Regions from separate parts of the Anas platyrhynchos genome. Here region 1 is linked to region 2. The links are chromatin contacts, called in public Hi-C maps. All regions are on one chromosome and are shown on one strand. The core of a region is the stretch at or near the end of the contact, and the rest is flanking DNA. Distances in the headings are between cores, read along the strand shown.

The links. Hi-C and Micro-C count contacts between places; a contact is called where the count stands out from the background.
Region 1: a contact with region 2 is called in a Hi-C map of subcutaneous adipose tissue, with 4 times the contacts expected there. The contact joins two enhancer-like sites. A contact is called at or near these places in 2 of 8 Hi-C or Micro-C datasets (skeletal muscle and subcutaneous adipose tissue).

What each region holds. Positions count from the first base shown.
Region 1 is chr4:76,904,998-76,910,093 of IASCAAS_PekinDuck_T2T, reverse strand. It overlaps PTPRA (protein tyrosine phosphatase receptor type A), which reads right to left. Exons shown (of 23, transcript XM_072037896.1): 8 at 5,063-5,096; 9 at 2,954-3,044; 10 at 2,576-2,652; 11 at 1,959-1,995; 12 at 1,181-1,278; 13 at 973-1,092; 14 at 99-265. Among named protein-coding and RNA genes, the nearest start is that of MRPS26, 11 kb to the left of the region's middle. Within about 2 kb of position 1,658, at least 5 of the 8 cell types and tissues checked have an H3K27ac peak or open chromatin away from gene starts, as enhancers often do.
Region 2 is chr4:76,686,912-76,691,960 of IASCAAS_PekinDuck_T2T, reverse strand. It overlaps SMOX (spermine oxidase), which reads left to right. Exons shown (of 7, transcript XM_027455818.3): 7 at 486-973. The coding sequence ends at 623. Among named protein-coding and RNA genes, the nearest start is that of SMOX, 49 kb to the left of the region's middle. Within about 2 kb of position 2,485, at least 6 of the 8 cell types and tissues checked have an H3K27ac peak or open chromatin away from gene starts, as enhancers often do.

The DNA.
Region 1 (5,096 bases), core at 409-2,908, 220 kb before region 2:
GGAAAAACTGATGGAAAAAAACATCCTTTTGGTATTAAATAGAAGATGCTTCCCAGGCAAGCGGGGAGAGGCAGAGGTTAGCTGTCACCAGTGCTCACCTGCAGTGCACCACTATGGCTCCTGCGTACTGGGGGTTACAGGTCTTCACCTTCTTCAGGAACTTCAGCATCCCTATGGGAGTGAAGGGCACCCCGAAATCGGGCCAGCTGGTGAAGTGGAACTGCGTGACGAGGCGCTGAGGCTTCTTGTTCGTGACGTCGCCTACCTGCAGGGGAAAGGCGGGCTGGGATTCATCCCAAATACTTAGATTTACTTTCTTTTCCCCAAAAGCAGGGGGCAGAGGGGGAGCTACGGCCCCCAGGCTGAACTTAGCAGGCTTAGGAAGCGTCGAACCAAAGCTCCAGGGCCGGATTTGGCTCTAAAAGGCTGTTATTTTAATTGCTCTGCATCATATCCTGCATCCTGCGGGTGGCCTTGAAGCTGGAAAACACCAGAGCAGCTCCTACCATCACCCAGGTGATGCCACCTGCCCAATTTCATCCCCAACCTGACTCTCTCATTCCCCATGCCCCCCCCCGCCAGTTTTGTCGCCTGCCTCTGGGAGCATGGGGAAAACAACCAGTGACGAAGGCAGCCGGAGCCTCGGAGGGTGGGACGAGGGAGTGACGGATGGGAAAGGCGAGGAAAAGCAACGCGCACGGCGCTGGCGCTGGGTTTCGTCTGGGCTCGTGAGGCGGAGCTGGCTCCTGTGGAGGCACCGAAAGGGACAGCGACTGCTGGAGGATTTTGGGGCTGAACGTCAGACCTGGCTGCTGCCTGCCTTGAGTGGAAAACGGGGTCCCAGGCACTCGAGGTGAGCATGTTTGTAATAACTCTGGGTCGAAAGGGAGGCGGGGATGCTGTGGGGTGAGACTGCAGAGGGCACCGGCCCCGAGGAGGGATGCGGGGAGGGATTTGGGGGGGGTGCAGCACCTGCTGGATGCAGAACTTGCGCACGGTGTAGTCCACCAGCACCGTCACGTCCTCCACGGACACACGGATGTTCCCGTAGGTCCAGCAGCCCTGATCCGGCCAGTACTGAGCACATTTACACTGCGGGGAGAGATGGGAGGCGGGCGGCTGAGATTGGGAGAAAAACTCAGGAGAAGAGGGCGGGGAGAGGCGAAAAGCTGCCACCCACCTCCTTCCTCTCCTTCAGGTTGGTCACCATCACGATCGTTGCCGTGTTTTGCTCCCAGATCATCCTCCAGAAGTCGTTCACTGTTTCTTCCTTTGGTCCTAAGGGCAAAATGAACAGATGGGGTTGTTATTAGGGAAAGGAATTGGCCACACGAGAGCTGCTGATGCTGAGATGGTTTTTGCCGGTAGATGTCAGCACAGGATGCGTCCCCGGGTAGGTTGGCTAACCCAAACAACAATCCTATCACACACAATAGCAGGGCTATTTTTTTTTTTTTAAAGGGACTGGAGACTTTTTATGACCGGGAATTCCATTTTTAGCCCCAGAAAGGGGAAATCAGACACACGGAGCGTGGAAACAACTTGCCCAAGGTCACACGGGGAAACCGTGGCCGTCGCAAATAGCACGCACGAGTCCTGCCCCCGAGCCTTGTGCTTTAACCACGGGATCCTATTTCAATATGGCACGGGAATCGCTCTCCACCGCCTGCCAGGCAAGGAGCTGACTCAACCTCCACATCCCCTGCCAAGCCCGAGGCTAAGGGCGAGCCAGGGGAAAAAAGGAGAGGCGAAGCTTTGCCCCGGCTGGGTGACAGGAGAGCTGCTGTCAGGCTCTGCTGGGAGCTTGGGAAGAGTTGTGGCACACCCGCAGAAATACTTTTTGGGGCCAAGCTGTGGGCCAGCCCAGCCTCTTTTCACCCTGAGCAGGGTCCACACAGGGCAGGAGGACCCAGCCCAAACCCCTCGAGGCGCAGCTAGCAGCACAACCGGGTGCTTACCTTGTGCAGCAATGAACTTGTTTTTCTCTTGGTACCCCTGCGGAGAAAAGGAGAAAAAGGGGAGATGAAAGACCAGCATTTGCCCAAGGCAAGAAACAGGACATCAAATTAATAAAAAGCAGGATTTTGTATTCATATGAGCACTATAAAGTGAAGTTTACACTCTCCCACTCTCCAAAATCATCAATTCCCTACCAGAAGGCACAGACCCTGCTGCCCCCTAGGAGCCGAGTAGGGCAAAGATATTTCTCAATACATTTTAGCCAGACTGCCTGATCTCTTTTTCAGGTCCAGCCCTGCAAGCTGGGAAGTACCTGTGATTAATCAGCCCCAGGAGCCGTCAGCTGTTAATCAGAAATCCTCTGCTCACTGGGAACGGCTCCCAAATCCCTCCCAAAGCGGCCGGCTTGGGCTCTGCAGCACCCCCAGGAGCTTTGCGTTATTGCAGAAGGGGGAGGAAAGCGAGGTGTGAAGAGATGGGGCTGAGCAATGGCAGAGCTCCAGGCGGAATTTACGTTCACCCCTGTCCTCCAGGGTCCTCTCCCAGACAAAAGTCGCACCCCATAAAAGCCACACACGTGGCCGGGCCCTGCTTCGGGGGGAAAGCAGCCACTTACATTAATGAAGGAGGCATTAATGTAGTCAGAGTCAGGAACCCCTTCGACGGGAGTCAGGTGAACCCTGGAATGATCATCTGGGGAAAAATGACAAGTGGGCATTAAAAACAAAAACCCCACAGGGCTGGAAATGACATTTTTTGGAGCAGAGCCCGGGCTCGGTGGGTCCCCATCCCGGCTTCGCTGCATGAATAAATGACTTTGTGCCCCCAAATTCTTCTCTGAACATGCCTGGGGAGGTGCTGGACCTTACCCAAGGATGGATTTTGTGTGTATAAAGCTTTGGAAGCTGCAGCAGCCCCTCGGGGAGGCGAGACCACCCCGGCAGCGTCCTCCCTCACCCAGACCCCCAGCCCCACCGGCCGCTCTGCTACCTACAGGGCAAAATGTTCACGTATCGGTTCTTCTCCTTGTTCTCCTCCTTGGAAGCAGCTTCACACGTGGCCTGAATGGGACACGCTGGGAGAGCCTGCAACGGCACAAAACGGGGTTTGGGGTGATACCGTCCCACACCAGGGGGCTCGTGGCACTGCTAAACGTGAAGGAGGCAGGGCTCTGGCACGGGTCAGGTGTGCCACGTCTGAGCATCCCATCTGAGGGGCAAAAAGGAGGGGCAAATATTAACTTTTGCCCTTCTCTGGCCTCCAGGAGGTAGGTGAGTAGCAGCTCCTGTCCAGGGAAAGAAAATCAGAGCACAGAGGGGCTGCCCTGCAGCTCTCTGGGCAGCACCAACACTCCTGGGTGCTCAGCTCTCCAAAATCCATGGGTCAGCCACACCACCAGCCTGCCCCAGCTCTGCTAATCCCTACCTCCTCTCCCTCACCTTCATCCCTGCACTGCTCCTTGCCCCCACGCAGCTCCAGGTGACCATTTAGACAGCCTGGGCTGAGCAAATCCCTTCCCAGAGGCTCTATCTGCAGCCTCCAGCCCCACAAACACGAGGTGGCAGCAAAGCCTCCAACACCAAACACACCAGCACGGGGTTTCGGGAGCTCATTTCTACGCAGGGAGGCTCCTGCTGAGATTTCCTCCATTAACAGCCAGGCCAAACGTGACCAGACTGAAGCCCCAGCTTCAAAATCCCACAGCCCGAGTACCTGCAGGGTACTGTCCCCACCAGGAAGCTTTCTGTGCAACCCAGCAGTGGGTTTTCTTTCATTAATTAGGCTGGTGGGGAATCCAGCTAGCCCAGCAGCTCTGGTGTAATGCCCCAGACAGTTATTAGCTTTGTCCCCTGCCTCATCACCTCTCTCAGCATCACATCTCTCAGTTACTGCCTGGCCGAGATGAAACCGTACGAGGTTCATCATCACAAGGGGCTGTAGAACCACGGAGAACCTTTAGAGATCTTAGAAGAGATGATCAGAGCACGATACTTGACTTATTGCCAAAATCCATCAGTGCTGAAGGCCAGGTGCTGTTCTGTAAATCGTCACGGTTCAGACTAAAGGTTAACAGCTCACTCGAGCAGACTGGGTCGTTTCCATTCCTCTGTCAGAACTCTTGTTTTGGCTGTTTGTGGATTTGGGACACCACCACAGCACAACTTTAGAAGCAGTTTGTGTTGGTGGTGCTTCCCTCACAGCCATGAGGATCAGGAGGAGGGGAGGCAGCACCGGGGAGGAAACCAGCAGCCTGGGATGCTCTTCCAGAGCTCCTCCACCTCAAAACATTCATGATACGTCCTGGCCCCAAAAACTGAAACCCCATAGTGCAGCCTGCTAGCAAAGCTCTCTACGTTTTGTAGTGAATGCAATAACCTTGCTCATTATTTATCAACTCAATTATCCCCTTTGCTCGTGTGACACCCCAAAACTGGGATCCCTGCAGGTGGGAGAAGAGCCTTCAGCATACCTGCAAATCACCACCACGCCTCAGTAACCTGCTTTAAACACAAGATGAACCTAGACAATGGGATGGAAGATGCCCAGAAAAGCCTGCAAAATGAGAGCAGGTGGGTGGGCAGACAGGCCCACTCAGGCAAAGAGACAGAGGGATCCTACAACCCAGTTACGAGGGTAAAAACCTCTTTGTGCGTTTTGCAATAAATATGTAAAAGTCTCCGAGTAGCTCCCCCTTTGATGTACCAGCTGTTTTGTCTCCGCTCTTCTGCCAAATGAGACCGGGATTTTTCTGCTGTGTGTCACACGCCCTACACAGTTAGCTGCGTGCCCGAGCTGCGGGATTTCAGGGAAAGAAGGCAGAGATTTGAATTCTCTCTCCATCACGCTCTTCATCTCATCAGCTGTGAAACTGCTCTGGGGCTGCAGATAATCACTGCCCCCCTTGAAATAAACACCCATCGCTTTGCAGAGGAACAGAGAAGCCTTTTGGACCCGTCTGAAAAATGAGCACCACCCCGTACCGGCTTGGTTGTGTCCACTGGAAAAAAACACTGCCAGGGAGTGAAGAAACCCCTTTATTCAAGTGTCCCGCTCCCATCCATCCCTCGAGCTGCGGGAGAGAGGGAGAGGCAAAGGCACTCACGTTGAACTCTTCTCGGAAGAGCTTGTTGTCATCT
Region 2 (5,049 bases), core at 1,236-3,735:
TCAGGGAAGGTATGAAATCCCTGCCTCAGAAGTGAGTTGGGAGCAATTTCCTCAAGCACCTAACTACTGATGTAAGAGCTAAGACACTGTCTCACCCCCTGGGGTTCTGTGTTGGCTCCTGAAGTTGCAGTCCTGAAAAATAATGCCTCAAGGGCTAATAATGTATGATTTTGAGGAGTAAAGAGAAGGAAGAGCAGAGAGTTAGGTGCTCGGTGCCTCATGCAGATGATTTTGAGGTTATTGGAGCTCGGATGGTGCTGCAGCCCTGCCAAGAGCTCTGTGCAGGCGTACCAAGGGTGAGCTTGACATTGGCAGACCTTTCCTGAGGTTCACCACACCGGGATTTCAAGAACCAGCACTCCTGCGACCACCGGTGTCATCTCGCGGGGATGTGGGAGGGCACAGAAAGTTTTGTCTCCTTTTTGCCTCACGTGTGCTTTCCAGTAAGCGCTGCTGAGCTTTCCCACTTTTCTTATCCTCTCCAGCCCATGCAGGTGATGTTTTCAGGGGAGGCCACTCACAGGAAGTATTATTCCACTACCCACGGTGCTGTGCTTTCTGGGCAGAGAGAGGCTGCTCACCTCATTGAGATGTACCAGGACCTCCTCCAGTGCCGGAGCTAAAAGGCCCCGTGTTTGCAAACACCACCAACTCCCGATTCCTTTTACAGGTGTGTGGAGGGGGTTCTTTTTTTTTTTTTATTATTTCAGTTCACAGTAGAACAGCCTTTATCTTTTCTATAAAAAAAAAAAAAAAAGCCCTAACTGTTTAAAAACCTAGTCATCAATAGCTTCATTTCCATGTGCTGTATTGTTAACAGGGAAGGGTGCTCTTTTCGTCTGGTAAACTGTTTCTTTGTCATTTTAATTCTAACTGCACTTTCGGTGCCTATCATTTTTTTTTCCTTTCTGTATTGTAAGTGCCTTCTATACTAAAATAAATGTTGTAATAAAAAGACTGGGTGCTTTGGTAATTCCTGGAGACTCTGCTCAGTAAGTTATTACTCTTTTTTTATATGCTCATATGTTTTATATGTTATAAAAAATAGGGGTTTTCTTCCTTTCTATGAAATTTGGAGTAGGAGGATCTTCAGGTAGATCTGGATACTGTCTGTACTCATTCATCTTACTCACGGTGTGTTCGAGGAATTGTGCCTTAGGGACATAATCATTTGCCTTGTCCAGCTTAGTGCTGAAATCCTCCCGCATCACCGTGTATTTAATTGTGTGCCACCTGCCCATCAGCTGCTGAAGGCCCTTGTGCTTCAGCAAACCTTCCTATAATTTTGTGGGGGAATCTGGGGGGGTCTAACCTGTTACTTGTCCTTCACAAATTCTTGAACCACATTCGGAAGAGCCAAGTGAAAACCCCAAACGACCTTGATAACGCAGATACAGCTGGAGTATAACCTACAGCTGTAATGGTAACTTGTCCAAGTGGGAAACACCACACAAACTGGTGTGGGAGTGTGGGCAAGAAGGAGGAGAATGAGAAGATGCATTCTTGAACTATCTGTGCGATGAAACTCCACGTTTTGTTGGACAGCAGTGCCCCAAACAGGTGAGGTTTCCACCCCCTGCCTCCAGAAAAGAGGGTCCCAAAGTCTAAATGACACCACCGATGCAAAGAGCTCTCTCAGGGAGGTCAAAGGTATGCCCACTATCAGGGAATTGTGAAGGGATGTGAAAGCATGGCTCAGACATTTTGTATCTGGATAAATATTATGCCTGCAGAGTTAAGACCTTAGGACACAGCCTCTCTTCAAGATGGGGAAGCTTAACTTTCCCTGCAGGGATGCTGCATCTCTCACGTTGATGGTTTTTGCTCTGTCCAGGAGCAGGTGGCACCCCAGCACCTCTGATACACCCTGAGTATCCCTGCGGGCCTCCCTTTTTGTTCAGGCTGTACCCAGCTCTGTGTAAATGTGCTCCCTGTTTCGAGCAGAGATCCTGCTGAACCGTGAGAAGACTTAAACACCAGTGCCAAGGATAAGGAATGCCTGGCAAGGGCTGGTTTTGAGCCTGCCAGCTTTTCTTTGGGTGATCTGGAGAGCACATCTTATCTGAAGAGCACCTCAGGCAGTGGCCGCTCTTGCACCGAGCAAGTCAAACTGCTTGGAAATGCACTCAGATGTGCTTGAGAACGACGGCTGGAAATAAAGCTGAGCAAAAAGGGGAATTTAAGAAGAAAACGCTCTGAAAATTTACTTGGCGTGAGCGACTTACTACAAGCTTGTCCTGATGTGCACCAGTCTGGGGAGACAACCAGGGTGAAATTACCTTCTGGGTAATAAAACTGCTTCCCCCTGGAGCCTTAAAATAATCACCTGTAGCGATCCTAACGGAGACAAACAATCCTGAGGGTGCACCCAGCATGGAAGAATCGCTCCGAGCTGGGGTTTTCCTACTGCAACGACACAATCTGGACCAAAGAGGAGAGCTTAGTGCAGAGTTAACGGGCCGCTGATAAACGAGAAACCATCTGCGTGCTGCGTCCAAGCCACCCCTCAGCCAGCTTAGCAGGAGGATTCGCCTTTGACCTAAATAGGCTTCCTGAAAAGAAACTTGCTGTTCATTTCTCAAGCAGGTTCTCGCTTTAGTCACCGAGGCATACGTGGGTGTGTGTGTTCGTGTTTTGTTTCCCTCGAAGGGATCTCTGACCGCGTGGGCAAGGAATAGCTGGGACATGTTTTTTTGTTAACCCCAAAGCCACGGGGCAGCGGAGCTGAATCGCAGCGTGTCCTGCAGAGGAGGTGGGTGCAGAGGCAGGGAACTTGCAGCTCATCGGGGGCTGCGGCTCTTGGGATCCCCCAAACTGTGTGGGTTTAGAGGGGAGGCTTTGGACAGCTCGTGCTGGCTTCGAGGGGATGTTAGGATTTATGGTAGGGCAGCAGCTTGCTCTGAGAGTCCCATTTTGTCCTTCGGTGTCCCAGTGACACCTAAATCCTCGGGGGTGTTTTCATGCTGGGAGGCTTCGTGGCAGGAGGGCTGGAGGCTCAGGTTTCTGCTTTCGGAGCCTCCTGCCAGGCAAAGGGCTGCACGGGTCGGTGTTTCACCCCAGTGACGTTTGGCTCTGCTCTCCCCCAGGGGTAACAGGTTCAAGGCCTTGTATAAAACGAGTCCCTTTGTTAATGAGTCCCTTTGTTTTAATTGCATGTCCTCAGGCTTAGCATGAGCACTCGTTCCCAGTCCAAGCAGCCCCTAAACTGTGGAAATGTGCATCAAAACCAGCAAGGTTTTGTCCTGACTTTACAAAAAATGCCTTCTGGAATATATATATTCTCAAGGATATAAATCCTTTTCTTTTTAAAGTCAGCTGAGCAAAACGTAGACACCAGCATAGTTTTACGATGTCTAAACAGTGTGTTTTTTTCCCCCAAAATAAAAAAAGTTTGCAGGATGAAGAGGACACGTGTTTAGCTGTTGCCTTATCTCCTCGCATTATCCATCTGCCTGGCCACTGGCCAAGGGCTCGAGCGAGGAGCGAAGTGATGAATGCGTCTGTTTTGGCATCTGTTGCCCCAGGAGAAGCACGCGTAGGCTCCTTGTGGTTTCCTACCAAGCATCTGGGGTGGGAGTCACGTTGCTCAACTGCAGCTATTTAGGAGTGGGATGTCCAGTTGATAAATGAAGTACGGGGGCTCCTTCTACAGTCAGCAAAAAGAGGGAAAAAGAGGGGAAGAAAAAAAACCACACAACTCGTTAAGAGGGTAAGCCAGCTCATCCCAAGACACAGTTGTCTGGAGAGGAGGCGCAATCTCTGCATGCCCCCTCCAGTCTCAGGGATGCTTTCCTGGCTGTGCCAGAGTTGGAGAAGGTCACAGCAGGCTTTGGGATGCTTGTCCCTTTTTATCACAGGAGCAAAACTCTTTTTGTGATGTTTCTGAGTTTCAGGAGTTGTGCTGCAGAAAGGGTGAGCAGTGCTTTTGGATTGGAAAGATGGAAAGTTTGTCCTGCTTCAGTCACCCGGCTTTTGCCAAGGGTTATCCTTGAGGACCCAGAGCTGGGTTCCAGCAGCCCCAGCACAGTGGAAGCAGAGCAGAAAACGGAGTCCTTTGGGCTAAGACACCAGAAAAGCCTCAGGACTGTCACTTTCTCCCGTGGCTTCATCCTGGGATATCCAAGAAAAGCTGTGATGCTGGTAATCGGGGTTTCAAAGCTCCCTTCCATGTGCAGGCACCACGATGACGGTGTCTGATCTTGCTAAATAGGCACATAAATAGGAAACAGCAATGGGTTGCAAGCCACGTTCAGAAGTGTCCCAGGACCCTGGATTTTAATGAAGATTTTTCTCTCCATACTTTGTTTCTCCCAGGACCATGTGCCACTTAGCTCTGGGGTCTGGTGCTTGGGGTTCGCTGGAAACCTGTGTGTGGGCAGGTTGATGAAGGAGGAGGGATGAAGGAGGAGGGATGATGGATGAGGGATGAAGCTTTGCACCTCCCAGCGAGGTGCTTTTCATGCTCCCTTCCTACGGGGGCTTCTAATCCACGTCTTCAGGAAAACCTAGCAGGGCGAGCCCACTTCGGCTCGTGTTTCTCCCCGAGACCCTAAATTTAGCAACTGTTTACCAAGAGCTGCTTAAAATTAGCAGCCTCTGCAGCAGCAAAGGTGGCAAGGAGAAGTGACCCTGGCATCGCCACGGGGCCCTGGGACCGCTGGTAGGACCCCGTGCTCTGCTCTCCCTTCTCCAGCCCCTGCAGCATCCTGGCTCCTGCCGCATCCCCAAAATGCCCGTCAGTAGGAAGAAGGTTGGTGGGAAGAGGATATGGGCGCCATGATGGTGAGAGCCTCCAGATTTCCTAGAAATAATTAAAAAAAAAGCTCGTTTTGTTTGGGGAAGTGGGTGGGGAAGGCAGGGTGCTTGGAGAGGTGTCTCAGCACCCCACCCTGGCCGATGGTGCCACGGGGATGTGCACGCCCGTCCCCGGCTGCCCACGTCCTGGCTGAGCCTTGCCCTCGGTAGCAAGAAATGTTTTAGCTTGAGAATGGCTGGGAAAGATGAAATGAGTCCTGAAAGCTTCCCCCGCACCAGAAGGGTGGTGTTACG